2 separate regions of the Hordeum vulgare genome follow, and region 1 is linked to region 2. A link is a contact called in public Hi-C data. All regions are on one chromosome and are shown on one strand. The core of a region is the stretch at or near the end of the contact, and the rest is flanking DNA. Distances in the headings are between cores, read along the strand shown. Region 1 holds the start of LOC123403362 (cytochrome P450 87A3-like). Region 2 holds the start of LOC123401250 (homeobox-leucine zipper protein ROC5-like).

Region 1 (6,699 bases), core at 1,464-3,963, 480 kb after region 2:
GAACCAAACAGGGCCTTAATAGAAAAAATGATACTGGGAACTGGGAACTGGGAACATTGGAAGTTTAAGCAAACTTATTTTGATTAGTGGTCAAACTTAGGGTAGTCACTTGCATGGACCATGCCGGCAACTGGGAACATTGGAAGTTTAAGCAAACAAAACCCTGAAGCTACCACCCACGGTGACACTCCGTCGATGATGGGCCATGCCGGCAACTAGATTCAGCTTGCGCACCGCAACCCTAACGTTCAGTTCGCTTCCAAAATGAAATGAGCTGGTTTCAGTTTGCATAAATACAGATGAACGAGCACAAACCTGCCACCTCCATGGATTAAAAGCCAATGGGTCCTCATAGATTTCGGGATTTAAATGCACTGCTGGAGGGCACACCATGACTGCCCACCCTGCTGGAATAGTGTAGCCTGCATCCAAAGGAGGAGAATGCAAAAAAACATTAGATTTCTTAAACTCACGCCATGAACCAAGAAGTGTCTTTATTCAAACATGGCATGGCATCCACCACTCACTCAATGTACCTTTGAATTCAATGTCTTGCAAGGCCTTCCGAAAAATCCCGGGCACGATGTTGGCTATCCTTGCTATCTCCAACGTGACCTTCATGACCAAAGGATGCACAGAGGTGGGAGTGTCAGTTTCATCAGTCCTTCAGAGGCTCTAAGTCAAGTGTCGATAATTTCTTCCTCGATCTCGTTTCTTTTACTTTTGTTATCAAGATGATAACTAGTACTAACATATATATATCTTCTCTCTCGTGGACTATGCATTTGGTCACTCAGGTAGGGAGCACAAAGCATGCCACTTGCATAATCGCATCTGGTCTGTCAAGGTTCCTCAAAACCTTGCCACTATCACAGTGCAGCCCTAACAGCCATTCGTTAGCCATTGTTACGTCGAGTAAATCATTTCTTAATTAATCGTGCAATTTGCATCATAGCTTAGCTAGGTACGTAGTCCCGGTTAGGCTCACCTGAGAGGTGAAGGTCATGGACTTGTACTCTGCCCACGTGAGGCCGGCATCCGGGTCCTTCCTGTCCCTAACGATCGCCTCGTGCTCCTCCTGACCACACAAAGATCGTCAATTGTTATTTTGCACACAAGCAGCTTAAGCCTGGTTGCCTTGCCGCTGCACACAAACATCGATTCGAGATCGATAGACGTAAAGTCACATGCAGTTTATACATGACCACTAACCGTTAGCGCGTCGAGCACCCTCGGGTTCTCGGTAATGAGCCTGATGCCTAGCGTGAGGGCCAAGGCAGTCGTCTCGAAGCTCGCGAAGAGGAGCACGAACATGAGGTCCAGCGCCACCGTCTCGGTAAGCACGGGCTTCTCCCTCCTCAGCTCCTCGATCATCACGTCGAGGAAGTCCTGGCGCTGCCTCCCCTGGTCCGCCATCCTCTCCCTCATCATCCTCTTGAGCACCTTCATGGCGTTCCTTCTCCCCTGCACAGACATGCAATTGCAGCTCCGTCAAGCGTTCCGGGCAGATCAGAGAAGCTTAACGGAGTGGGTTCCGCGAGAGCAGCCATTTGACTGGTCGTATGTTGACTTGACAGGCATGTGCAGTTTTGTGCACTACGTACGCTTGTCAAGAAGCCTTTGTGGCTTTGTGCGTACCTTCATGCACTCATGATACGCTGTGCCGGGGATGTTCACCGGGAACGAGATAAGCCCCCTGATGAAGGCCACGAAGTTCTTCCTCAGGCTCTTGGACGACTTGGTTGGCTCGTAACCGATCAGCTTCTTCGCGGTAATGTCAAAGATCATCTAGGACAAGGAACAAACAGGAGATGCACATCAGCAATGATCTCTCTAACCTGATGATGTTAAACGTAGTACCAGGTAGTTCATGTACTGAACATGGCCTTACTGTGGAGAGACCGTCCTTGAGCTCGACGCTCGGCTGGCCAGCCCAGGAGGCAAGGGTGGCGCGGCAGGCAGTGTCGGTGTCGGCGAGGAGCACAGCCCGGAGGTTCTCCTGGCCGTACAGGCGGAGCACGAGGGTCTTGAGGTACTTGTACATGAACCCGTGCAGGGAGCCGACGTTGTCACGGCCAAAAATCTCGGTGAACGTGGCCGGGTACCAGCTCTCGAACAGCTTTCCTTCCTGCTGGAAGATGTAGTGGTTAAGGTCCGGGTCTGCCGACACCACCACCGCCCGGCCGACGACGCTGGTCTTGAAGATGGTACCGTACCTATGCACACGCATTCAATCAATGTCAGAGAGCAAGCTCAGTCTCATGCGTACTTACTCCAATAGTCCAATGTGATCATGAACTGATTGGGTTTGGATGCTGGCACCGTGGTGCATAACGGTGGTACTACATGTGGTTAGCTAGCTACCCTACCTGTTCACCCTATCCTTGACAAAGGGGGAGACGTCGCAGGTAGGATTAGGGGCGAAGAACTGCATGGTCTCGCCGAGGAGAGGGAGCCCGAGGGAGCCCGGAGGCAGCCGGCCGTTCGCCTTGGGGTGGCTCCATCTGTACGCCCACAGGATAGAAGCTACCGCCATGGCCAAGGCAAAAACCCATAGTGTTTCCATGGAGGACCCCAAGCTGCAACTAAAGACTAGTACTGCTGTATCGGCCGACCCTATATATTAGATTAGGTCAAGAGCAATGGCGGTGCTCGAGAGAGAGAGAGAGAGAGAGGAGAAGCTAGCGCAAGATATGGCTAGCTGCAACAAGTACGGGGAGCTATGTTGGGAGATTTGCCTCGCCTTATATAGTGGTTTCGTCGGAAATGCCGCGGGAGGCCGCCAGGCAGGAACTTAAACAATTGGGAGGAGGAGAATTATTGCTGCAGAGAGTGTTTATCTTTTTGACGGGGAAGAAATTCTTGCAAGCTTGCGCAGGATCTGCTCTCGTGTGCTGTGGTGTTATGTTCCGACGACTGTGCTACCCGCCACAGGGGTCAAGCTGTTGTGTTCTGAACTTTTTAGAGTGGTTACATCTTTAAGGCTGGCCATGTCCGAGTCCGAGTGCGTGCATGATTCAGGATAAAAGCATGTACAGCTAGCAATGTATTTGCCGGCTGTTCTCCGGACCACGAGTTGTTCTTTTGGCATCTGTTAGGTGATTATTAGGCGAGACGCCAAGCTATGCGCTTGGGTTTCGAATGGTCCGTGTGTGGCTGTGTGTCCTTCCATTTTGCCTTTCTGTTGGACAGTACTACGTACATATAGGTTCAAAATACAGATGTCAATTAGTTCGACAGAATCAAACGGTTCGGTAGGAATGCAAATGTCTGTTTGTATTTGGAAGAAACAATAGTTATGAACTGTCAAGACTAGGCTGCCCCATGTAAACTCTGTGGATAAGAAACTACGAAAACCTGGCGGGGCATGGTAGAACAGTAGAAGAAAATGGTAGAATATCCACCGGCACACAAAAGATTGTCAAATGCCCATCGACAGCGAGTCAACACTTGTTTTTATTATCGGCCGCTTTTGGCCTGTTGCTGTGAGCATCAGAGCATGCATCGATCTAGTAAGACGTCGCAATCACAAGTGGTACGTACGTACCGGCAAAGTGCAGAGAGGTACATGTTCTTTCGTTCCGGACTATCTTATGCATATAAATCTGCTTGTGCTGGCCCTGAATTCAGCACACAGTAGCTAGGATGCCATACGCACAGCAGATCGACATGAATCTTCCATGAACGTCATACGACCTGTCGTTGGGACGACCGATCCATCCATCCATCGATCGATCACGCGTGAACTTGCATTGTCACGTCAGGTTTAAGTGTGCGTGCCCGTGACAAGTGGTTCCACGCACGCACGGCCACGTAACGTACATGCATGCCGCCATTTTTTGTCAGCATGTTTGTCGGTCGACACGGTCGTATCGAGCTGGCAGGGTCGCCTTCCTCCAGATGTTCATGCATGCACCTTGCTTTCCTTACGTGCGTACGTGCATGCATACATACACGTGTGCTCGTTCGTGCAGGGGTATTGCACCGTCCTATCAGTTCTCCCCATTGATTATACGATTAATGAATTGATCAGCTCCGCACACGACCGGACTCGGCATGTATGAAACCGTGACACGGCCGGCACCGGCACCACTGACGCTGACCGAAGATCGATCCTTGAGAGGTGTAGTCGAGCAGCTAACTGAGGGAGATTGGTACATATCTACTCCAGTAGTATCTCTGTGAAAGGTAGCACTAGCTAGCTAGTAAAATGAAGCCTCGCTCCTGCTCCCGTAGCGGAGTACATGTCTGCATAGCTCCGTCGACGCCGTTCTTAAATGCATCTTTGTTCGCGTGGCTGGTTGGTTAACTCGAGCCGCCGGAGAAGCGTAGACCACGAGTTATATTCGTGTAGATCGCCATGAGGCGATCGGTCGGTCGGGAGAGAAGGATGGTCTCCAGTCATTGCTTCCCAACGACCATACTCAATCCGGGGACGACAACAGATCAATCCAAGAGCCAAGAGATCTGGACATCTAGCTAGAGAATTTGTCAACTATAGGTAGATCGATGCTAAGCGCATGCAATTGTTAGATTACATCCACACCTGCAATATATAGCAATAATCTTGCTGGACGCTAGCTTGAAGCAATAATCTTATTATCATTCCGCACCTTATTCTTGTTCCATATGGATGCCTTTCCTCTGACCAGTTACCCATGGATTAGTTCAAGATCTCACAAAGATCTTCATTTGGTAGATATGAGGTCACGAGGGCAAGGTGGGCGTGTATAACTTACACACGGGAATCATCCGGGGCTATACCCAAATCTTGGAGATATTCGATGTACCGAAACTCCAACCTCTAGCCTTGCTCCGGGAATGGGATGCATCAGCAAAAGTACTAAAGGGAAACTAAAATAAGGAGGACGCCGCTTGATGCCTAGCACGTTCGAGCGGCCGGCCGTTTTAGGACATTTCTAAAGTGGAACCTAAAACCACCTCTCCTACGATGCTCACCGTGCTCGACAAGTGTTCGGTGAATTGCCCGAGCTAAAATTTTATGCCCCATTCTTCTCTGAAGCAGTGGCTTCAGATATGGTACATATACAAGCAATATGTTGAGTTGTTCCACGACTCTTCCAACGAGGACTACACATATGAGACAGTGATGTTGTAGGCGGTGCTCGCAGACGCGGAGCGTGCGGAGGGGCATGATCTCAATTTTAAGGGATCGATCATGGGTGATTGAGTGTTCAATCGCAACCGGCCGTGTGGCCATTTGATGTTTGATGGACGACTACTTTGCCTCGGATGCTTCCGGATGCGAAAAAATGTATTCGATCATATCTACCAAGGGGTCCGGTGTTGAGGAACGTTGCATGGGAAACAAATTTTTTCATACGCACACATAAGATCTATCCATGATGATGACCATCTACGAGAGGAGAGATCGGATCCACATACCCTTGTAGATCGCTAAGAGGGAAGCGTTAAGAAACGCGATTGATGTAGTTGAACGTCTTCGCGATCCGTCCCACGAACTCCGCCCCGATCTAGCGCCGAACAGACGACACCTCTGCGTTCAACACACGTACAGCTCGGTGACGATCTCTGCCTTCTTGATCCAGCAAGAGGGACGAAGAGGTAGCTGAATTCTCCGGTAGCACAATGGTGTCAAGGCGATGATGGTGGAGCTACTCCGGAGGGCTTCGTCGTGCCGTACCGAAATAACCTATGGGGTGTCACGAAATAGTGGAGGGAGAGAGGGCTGCGTCGTGGCTTGAGGTGCAAAAAGCCTCTCTACCCTCCACTATATATAGGAGGGGAGGGAGGGGTGGCGCCCTAGGGACTTACCCTAGGGTCCGGCCGCCGCAAGGAGGAGGGAAGATTCCTCCGCCAATTCAGATTGGAGGAGGAGGACTCCTCTCCTAGTTGGTTTGGCCCACCTCTCTCTCTTTCTCCACTTCGGCCGAATAGGCCCACTTGGGCTGGCCACCCAGCCCACCAAGGGATGGTGCGCCACCCTTGGGCCTATTTGGCCCCCCTTCGGGTGAGTGGCCCCTCCCAGTGGAACCCCGGAACCCATTCGTCATTCCTCATACTTTACCGATAATGCCCAAAATCCTTCCGAAAGCCAAATGGATACTTCCTATATATCAACCTTCGTCTCCGGACCATTCCGGAACTCCTCGTGACGTCCAAGATCTCATCAGGAACTCCGAACAACATTCCACCAACATACATAATTCAACTATACCGAAACATCACCGAACCTTAAGTGTGCAGACCATGTGAGTTCGAGAACTATGCAGACATGACCTGAGACACTCTCCGGTCAATAACCAATATCGGTACCTGGATGTCCATATTGGCTCCTACATATTCTACGAAGATCTTTATCAGTTGACCTCTTTGTCAAGGATTTAGTTAATCCCGTATAACATTTCCTTTGTCCTTCGGTATGTTACTTGCCGAGATTCGATCGTCGGTATATCTATACCTAGTTCAATCTCGTTACCGGCATGTCTCTTTACTCGTTTCGTAATATAAGATCCCGTGGCTAACTCTTAAGTCATATTGCTTGCAAGGCTTGTTGTGGTGTTGTATTATCGAGTGGGCTCCGGGATACCTCTCCGTCATACGGAGCGACAAATCTCAGTCTTGATCCATGCTAACTCAACGGACACCTTCGGAGATACCTGTAGAGCACCTTTATAGTCACCCAATTATGATGCGACGTTTGATACACACAATGTA
Region 2 (6,306 bases), core at 1,274-3,773:
ATTATTTGCAAAAGGCAAACATATTTTTTTAGAAAAGGAAAAAGGGCAAACATATGCCAATCAAAGAGAACTATTTGATAAAGAAAACATTTAGATGGATCTTGGTTATTACCTTACAGTAGCCATTGGGAGTGTCTTGCATCACACAGCCGGAAGGTAGCCTCCTGCACTTCAAGTTTGCACCTGCGGATGTCGTAGCAGAATTTTGATTGCTCAACAATCCATCAATGGACACATCAACCACTGCCCAGGCACCCTCAGCCAGCTGCTTGCAAAACCTGAGAAAAATAACCTCCCTTATGGGGACCAGAGGTGAGAGCACCTGTAGCTCAGCCTTCATCTGTGGCGAGAAAACACAAGTAAAAATTAGCAACTCGGGTCAGATGTGGCGACACTTGTTGCATACGATGGACATTGGGGACTGTTAGGCACTCACTAGCAGCAACGCTCCATTCCTGGTTCCGCCAATGCCGTTAGAAACCTCCTCAAGGATTGTGGCCTTAGCAATCATGCATGAGAACATGTCGGACCATCGTCTCTGTGAAATGAATGGGACAACATCAGCATAATACAACCACCTTTTATAAACAGGAACAAATGTATGAAGGGAAGAAGGTATGAGCTCGAACCTCGTCCATAAGGGTCTCTACAAGGGCAAGACTGTTGTCGATGATGACCAGGCCGGATTCCCTAGAGGCCTCAGACACAAATCCAGCAGGCTTCATGCCAATGCAATGCTGGGAGGAGTGGAGATACTCCTCAAAGTTGAGTGACTCCTTGTCCGGGAAACCAGGCAATCCCGTAACCCAGAAAGGATCATCGGTCTGTGCCATCTTGACAAGTTCATCCATTGCGCTGATTGCAAGCTCCAAGAAGACAGACCTGTCAATGTCCACCATGGATGCTAAAGCAGAACCAGTGGCCCGTGCTGGTGTGATGACGGTGCCCATGGAGCTTGAGGCACCCCCGGCATACTCGCTCATCATACCGTGCATCGAAGACTGCATAGACCCTATGCCACCGATTCCCCCGACTGCTAGCTCCAGTGAGGAGTTTGGCAAGGGCATCGACAGGTGTGGCTGCAACTGGAGTGGCGACAGAAGAGACACGGGTTTGCCGAGGAACTTGGTGGCAAGGGTGCAGACACGGTTGAGCTCATCCTTGAGCCTTGCATTCTCGATGCGCAGGTGCTGCTCCTCCAGGGAGACCTCCCCTAGCATGGCCGGGCTGCCGCAGCCGCCGCACATTGGGGTGCGCATGGCCTCCCTGATGGTCAGGTTCTCCGTGCGCAGCTTCTCATTCTCCTGCTTCAGCAGCGCGTTCTCGTGCCGCTCCAGCTGCGTCTGGGCACGGAAAAAGACGCGTCAGGATAAAGCATGAGACCACGAACGGGCGAATGAGAAATGGATCGCGGATGATAAATCTACTTACCTTCATCTGAGTGCGGCGGTTCTGAAACCAGAACTTGACCTGCCGCGCATCGAGGGAGAGCCTCTTGCTGAGCTCGCCGCGCTGCTTCTCGTCCGGGTGGGGGCACTCCTTGAAAAGCCTACACGAGGCGGAGAGGACGACGAACCCATGCATGAGAGGACAGGAGGAAAAAGGAAGAGAGAGAAGGTGGATGCAAATAGCTTTGGGCGGTGGCTCTTACGCTTCGAGCTCCTGGATCTGCTGCGGCGTGTGGCGGTGGTAGCGCTTCTTGCGCTTGCGGGGGTTGCTGCCGCTGGGCTCGGCGTCGTCGTCGTCGTCGCCGACGCCGGAGATGGCGTCCAGGTGGTCGCTCCCCGACCGGCTGTCGTTCTGCGCCTCCGCGTCCCTGGCCATCGCGCCGTCGGGAAACATCCGCCCGCCGATGCCGCCGTCTCGCCCGCCGGCGTTGTCCTGAAAACAACAACAGCAACAACAAAAAACTCCACCAATCATCCACCACGCCAAAGCAAAGCGAAGCGAAGCGAACGAGCGTTCCGGCCGTGACGAGCGCCGAAGGCTTACCAGCCCGAGGGAGAGCGCGGGCGAGGAGGAGAAGGCGCCGGCGTAAGGGAACTGCATGCCGCCGCCGCCGCCGCCGCCGTCGAAGAGCCCCCCGAAGCTCATCCTCCCACGTCCCCCGGGAGGAGCAGACACGACACGAGTGTAGTAGACCTGGCGTCGCCTTTTCACCGTCTCTATCCTCGGTCCCAAAAAGGACCTAGGCCTGGATCTGCACACCTCACGACCCGAATCCTCGGCTGCGCCTCTGGAAGCGGTGGAGAGAGAGAGAGAGAGTCGCCCCGCCTCGCCTCGGCCACCCTCTTTCTACTACCACGAGATTAGGCCCCTCAAAACCCTAACCCTCCACGGCGAGGGGAGGATTAGAATAAGGGAGGAGTGGAGAGGCGAGGCCGGAGCGAGCGAGCAAGAGAGAGAGCTGGCGATTAAAGAAAGCTTTATGCACGGGGAGATGGGAACGGGAGGGTCAAAATGGCAAGACGACGATACGAGGGGAGCGATGTGGGGGGAGGACTCCCCGGCCCCCGGGTGTGGACGCACGGAAAAGGGTGGGGAGAAACGCGAGGCGCTGACGCTGATGCAGCGCGCAGTCAAACGGGCGGTGCGGTGCCTGTTTTTTGTTGCCTTCCGGCGCCCTCGCTTACTTTCTTGCGCCGAGCGGAGCCGCGGAGGGCCGTCAGGTCCCGGGGGGGTGGGGTCCCGTTCCGTCTCCCCGCCTCCACGGCGTCTTGCTCCTCTGGCCCGACCGCCGCAGCGGCTCCTTTGCTTGCCTGCCGGAGCTGCTAGTGGACCCGTTTCCGTTTCATCCGTGGCCTCACTAGTAACTGTGTTGCTTGGATGGGTTTCTCTCTCGATAATAACGTGGCAGTGCGATTGTTTTTCCTCAATAGTATTTGCGCCAGCTCTCCCACGCGATCTTGAGTGAATCAGATTTATTTTGAATCTCTTATTAGTGAGGAATCTCTTATTCATGGACACGCGTCTTCTTGACTCTCTACTTCTATTTTGGGCGGCGACCATATCGACGGAGCTGAGTCAAGCAATGCTTATGATAGGGTAAGAGAGCGTTGTTGGTGGCGCCTGGCGATGGATAATTTTGTGGGCGGTGTCGTAAAGTCCATTTAACTATATAATGCAAAGGCTTGGGAGTCAACGTAATGACAACTGCGGCACGCGGGCGGAGAGATAGGGTAGAAGCGACGATGGTCGGAAAGGAAAAATGTTGAGGCGGTTGCCGGGTAAAAGGAGAAGGTGTCGATCCATGCAAATGCTAGTTAAGACCAATAAATAGATTGGTTGTTTTGTTGACTATATGATAAGATAAATGGAGTATATGATAAATATGTTGTCACATGACCTGATAAGGCAAAAATTGATTATTGCGTAAATTTTCTTCCATAAATAACTGTTAAGGACCCCACGTGACAACCGTCTACAAAGAAGGCCAGGAGGAACGTGAGACCCAATCCCAAGGCACATGGTGATGAGTGGGTGACGTGAACGACAAGTCCAGCGTCTAGGTACAGTTGGGATCAACATATTATTAGGGCGTCGATGAGATTGGCGTCTGGTTGTTCCCTCGGCTACTCCCCCATCCCATTTTCCATTCTCTCTTCTTCATCCTCAATCATGTAATTCCACACAATATTGCTATTGATTAATGGATAAATCAATGGGGAGACTAGTGTGATCATATCGGTTGGTATTCATAGCCAAGCCACACTACCATCGTTGCACACGCTGGACCGACACCACCAAACGTGTTCGAAGACGAGCGAACGCATCGACGCCATGGAAGAGAAATTCACCAAATTCATCGAAGCCTTGTAGGAATATGAGGAGAAGGAGGAGACCAGGAACCAGGCATCGTGGGACACGGGAGTACAAGGCCTCAAGGAGGAGCTCAAGCAAGAGATATGTGACTTTGTCCTCGCCTTCAATGAGTGGCAAACGGATATCTACACCAAAGTCACCGACCTTCACAAGGAGGTTGACGACTTACGCCAGGGGTTAGTGCCGGCAATCTAGGCGTGCCACTGGTGTTGTCAATGATGGCATGGGTTTGTGTCCTATGACACCAACCCCCAGCGTGACGTGTTGGCTTGGGAGCACCCCATGTGCCCTTCCGTCTTCCTCTGAAGCTTCCTCGTCCTTATTTTGTCCAGAAAAAATCATCAATAGGTTTCGAGGTATTTGGACTTCGTTTGGTACAACATTTGTGAAAAGCCAAAAACATGAAGAGAACAACAACCGGCACTGTGTTAATAGTTTAGTGCTAAAAAATAATATAAAACAACAAGTAAACGCATAAAAGCATCCTAGAATGATAATATAATAGCATGGAACAATAAAAAATTATAGATACGTTGGAGACATATCAGTATGAGCGGTCGTTTGGCGCGCCGCCGCCTCTAAGAGATCAACTATTTTTACCTTGTCAAAGGGGTTGTGAATCACACGCCTAGAGACACCAGAAACTTGCGAGAAGCAGGAACCCTAACTGCTGGAGCAATTCGGAGGAAGGAACCGTCCAAGGGAGGCTTGCCTCCACCATCTTCATCAAGAGGATTTCATCATCATCACCTCCATCATCAAACTCATCACCCCCACCTCAGTTCACCCATTGTAATATCAATAACCCAAGAGGAACAACTCGTGTATTACATGTGCGATCCATCCATGTTTTACATATTTTGGTGAGACGATGTTTGTTGCCTTCATGAGTGAGTAGTCCTTGTGTTATTGGGGTATGGATGAACCCTGGTGTGTATTAGGTAGACTCATATTAGGATTTAATATCCTCTCTGCATGTTTATATTGATAATCTTCCTGGCATTGGGTGAAGTCGACCATCCAACGCATGCCAACTTTGGGTTGAAGGTTATTACTGTTGGCTAACTGATACGTGTGATCTGCATTGGTTTTTTCATGAAGAGGAACGAGTAATTGCGACACAAAAAGGGTAAGTATTTCCCTGAGTTAAGAAATCAAGGTTTATTCAACAAATAGGAATATCAATCCTCAACCATCTTAAGCGGTTGAACACAAAAGAGCAAACAACTTGCACCCAACGCGGGCAAGAGGGTTGTCAATCCCCTTGATCTCGTTTTTTGCAAGCAAGTGAGGTGTGTAGATAATTGTAAATTGCAAAATAAAATAAAAGACAAATAAAGGGAGCAAGGTAAAGATAGGTTTTATAAATATATAAGTGAATAGACCCGAGGGCCATAGTGTTCCCTAATGGCATCTCTCATGAAAGCAACATACAATGGGTAAACAAATTATTGTTGGGCAATTGACAAAAAGCGGATAGTTATGCGATGTTCACGACAATGATCATGTGTATACATGCATCATGTCCATAAGCAAATAGGTCGACTCCTGCCTACACCTAGTACTATTACTCCACTTCAAGAGCACCTCTATGCTTGCCTCTCTACGTATTAAGTTCATGACAAACCGAGTAATGCTTGAAGAATGATGACATGATGAAGATAAAGTAACTCAATCAATATGAGTAAACCTACTATTTTATCCCTAGTAGCAACAACACAAAGATGTATCTTGTCCCCTTCTATCATTGGGATATAGAAACATGTTAGGTTGAACCCACTACAATGCACCCCTCTCACTAAAGAACTATCAATCTACTTGGCCAAAGCAATTCAATAGATCGGAGAGATTTAGGAAGCTATGGTGATAATGCAATTAAGAATCATAATAATCAGAGGTGACTCAAATACTTCTCATGAATAATTTGAACATAAATCCACAATTCATTGGATCACAACAAACACACCATACAAAAGTATTACATCGGATGCATCAAAGCGAAGATGCGATGATCATTGTATTGAAGATCAAAAGAGAGAGAGATAGACATCTAGGTACTAACTACAGACCTCGTAGGTCTATGGTGAGCTAATCACACATCATCTTGAGGGCAACAAGGTTGATGCAGAGGCCCTCCGTGATTGATCCCTCCTCCGGCACGGTGTCAGAACGGAGCTCCAAATGAGATTGCTGCGAAAGAGAGACTTGTGGCGGCGGAAAAAGTGTTTCACGACGCCTTTAGGTTTTTTGGAATATACGTGAATTTATAGGCCAGAGAACGAGGATAGGAGGATCACTTGGGAGGGACAAGCCCTAACCCGAAAACCGAATAGTCAAGAAATGAGAACCAAACCCTTACCCCAATACCCTAATTACCTGACAATTCGGGTAATTCGGTTCGGTTCGGGTTCGGGTAGCGGGTTCGGGTACCCAAACGCCCAGGGTGAGGTGTAATTCTTACTAGTACTAGTACTTCCTCTCAGT

The links. A called contact is a pair of places that touch in the nucleus more often than the background predicts.
Region 1: a contact with region 2 is called in a Hi-C map of leaf, with 4 times the contacts expected there. The contact joins the promoter of LOC123403362 here to the promoter of LOC123401250 in region 2. A contact is called at or near these places in 3 of 6 Hi-C or Micro-C datasets (leaf and seedling) and 1 of 1 datasets of contacts at active chromatin or transcription factors (embryo).

What each region holds. Positions count from the first base shown.
Region 1 is chr6H:435,728,322-435,735,020 of MorexV3_pseudomolecules_assembly, forward strand. It overlaps LOC123403362 (cytochrome P450 87A3-like), which reads right to left and starts at 2,714. Exons shown (of 9, transcript XM_045097301.1): 1 at 2,370-2,714; 2 at 1,892-2,216; 3 at 1,639-1,788; 4 at 1,213-1,464; 5 at 989-1,078; 6 at 537-615; 7 at 316-422. The coding sequence starts at 2,566.
Region 2 is chr6H:435,243,899-435,250,204 of MorexV3_pseudomolecules_assembly, forward strand. LOC123401250 (homeobox-leucine zipper protein ROC5-like) reads right to left here and starts at 2,524. Exons shown (of 9, transcript XM_045094999.1): 1 at 1,993-2,524; 2 at 1,652-1,881; 3 at 1,432-1,549; 4 at 630-1,343; 5 at 437-538; 6 at 113-340. The coding sequence starts at 2,094.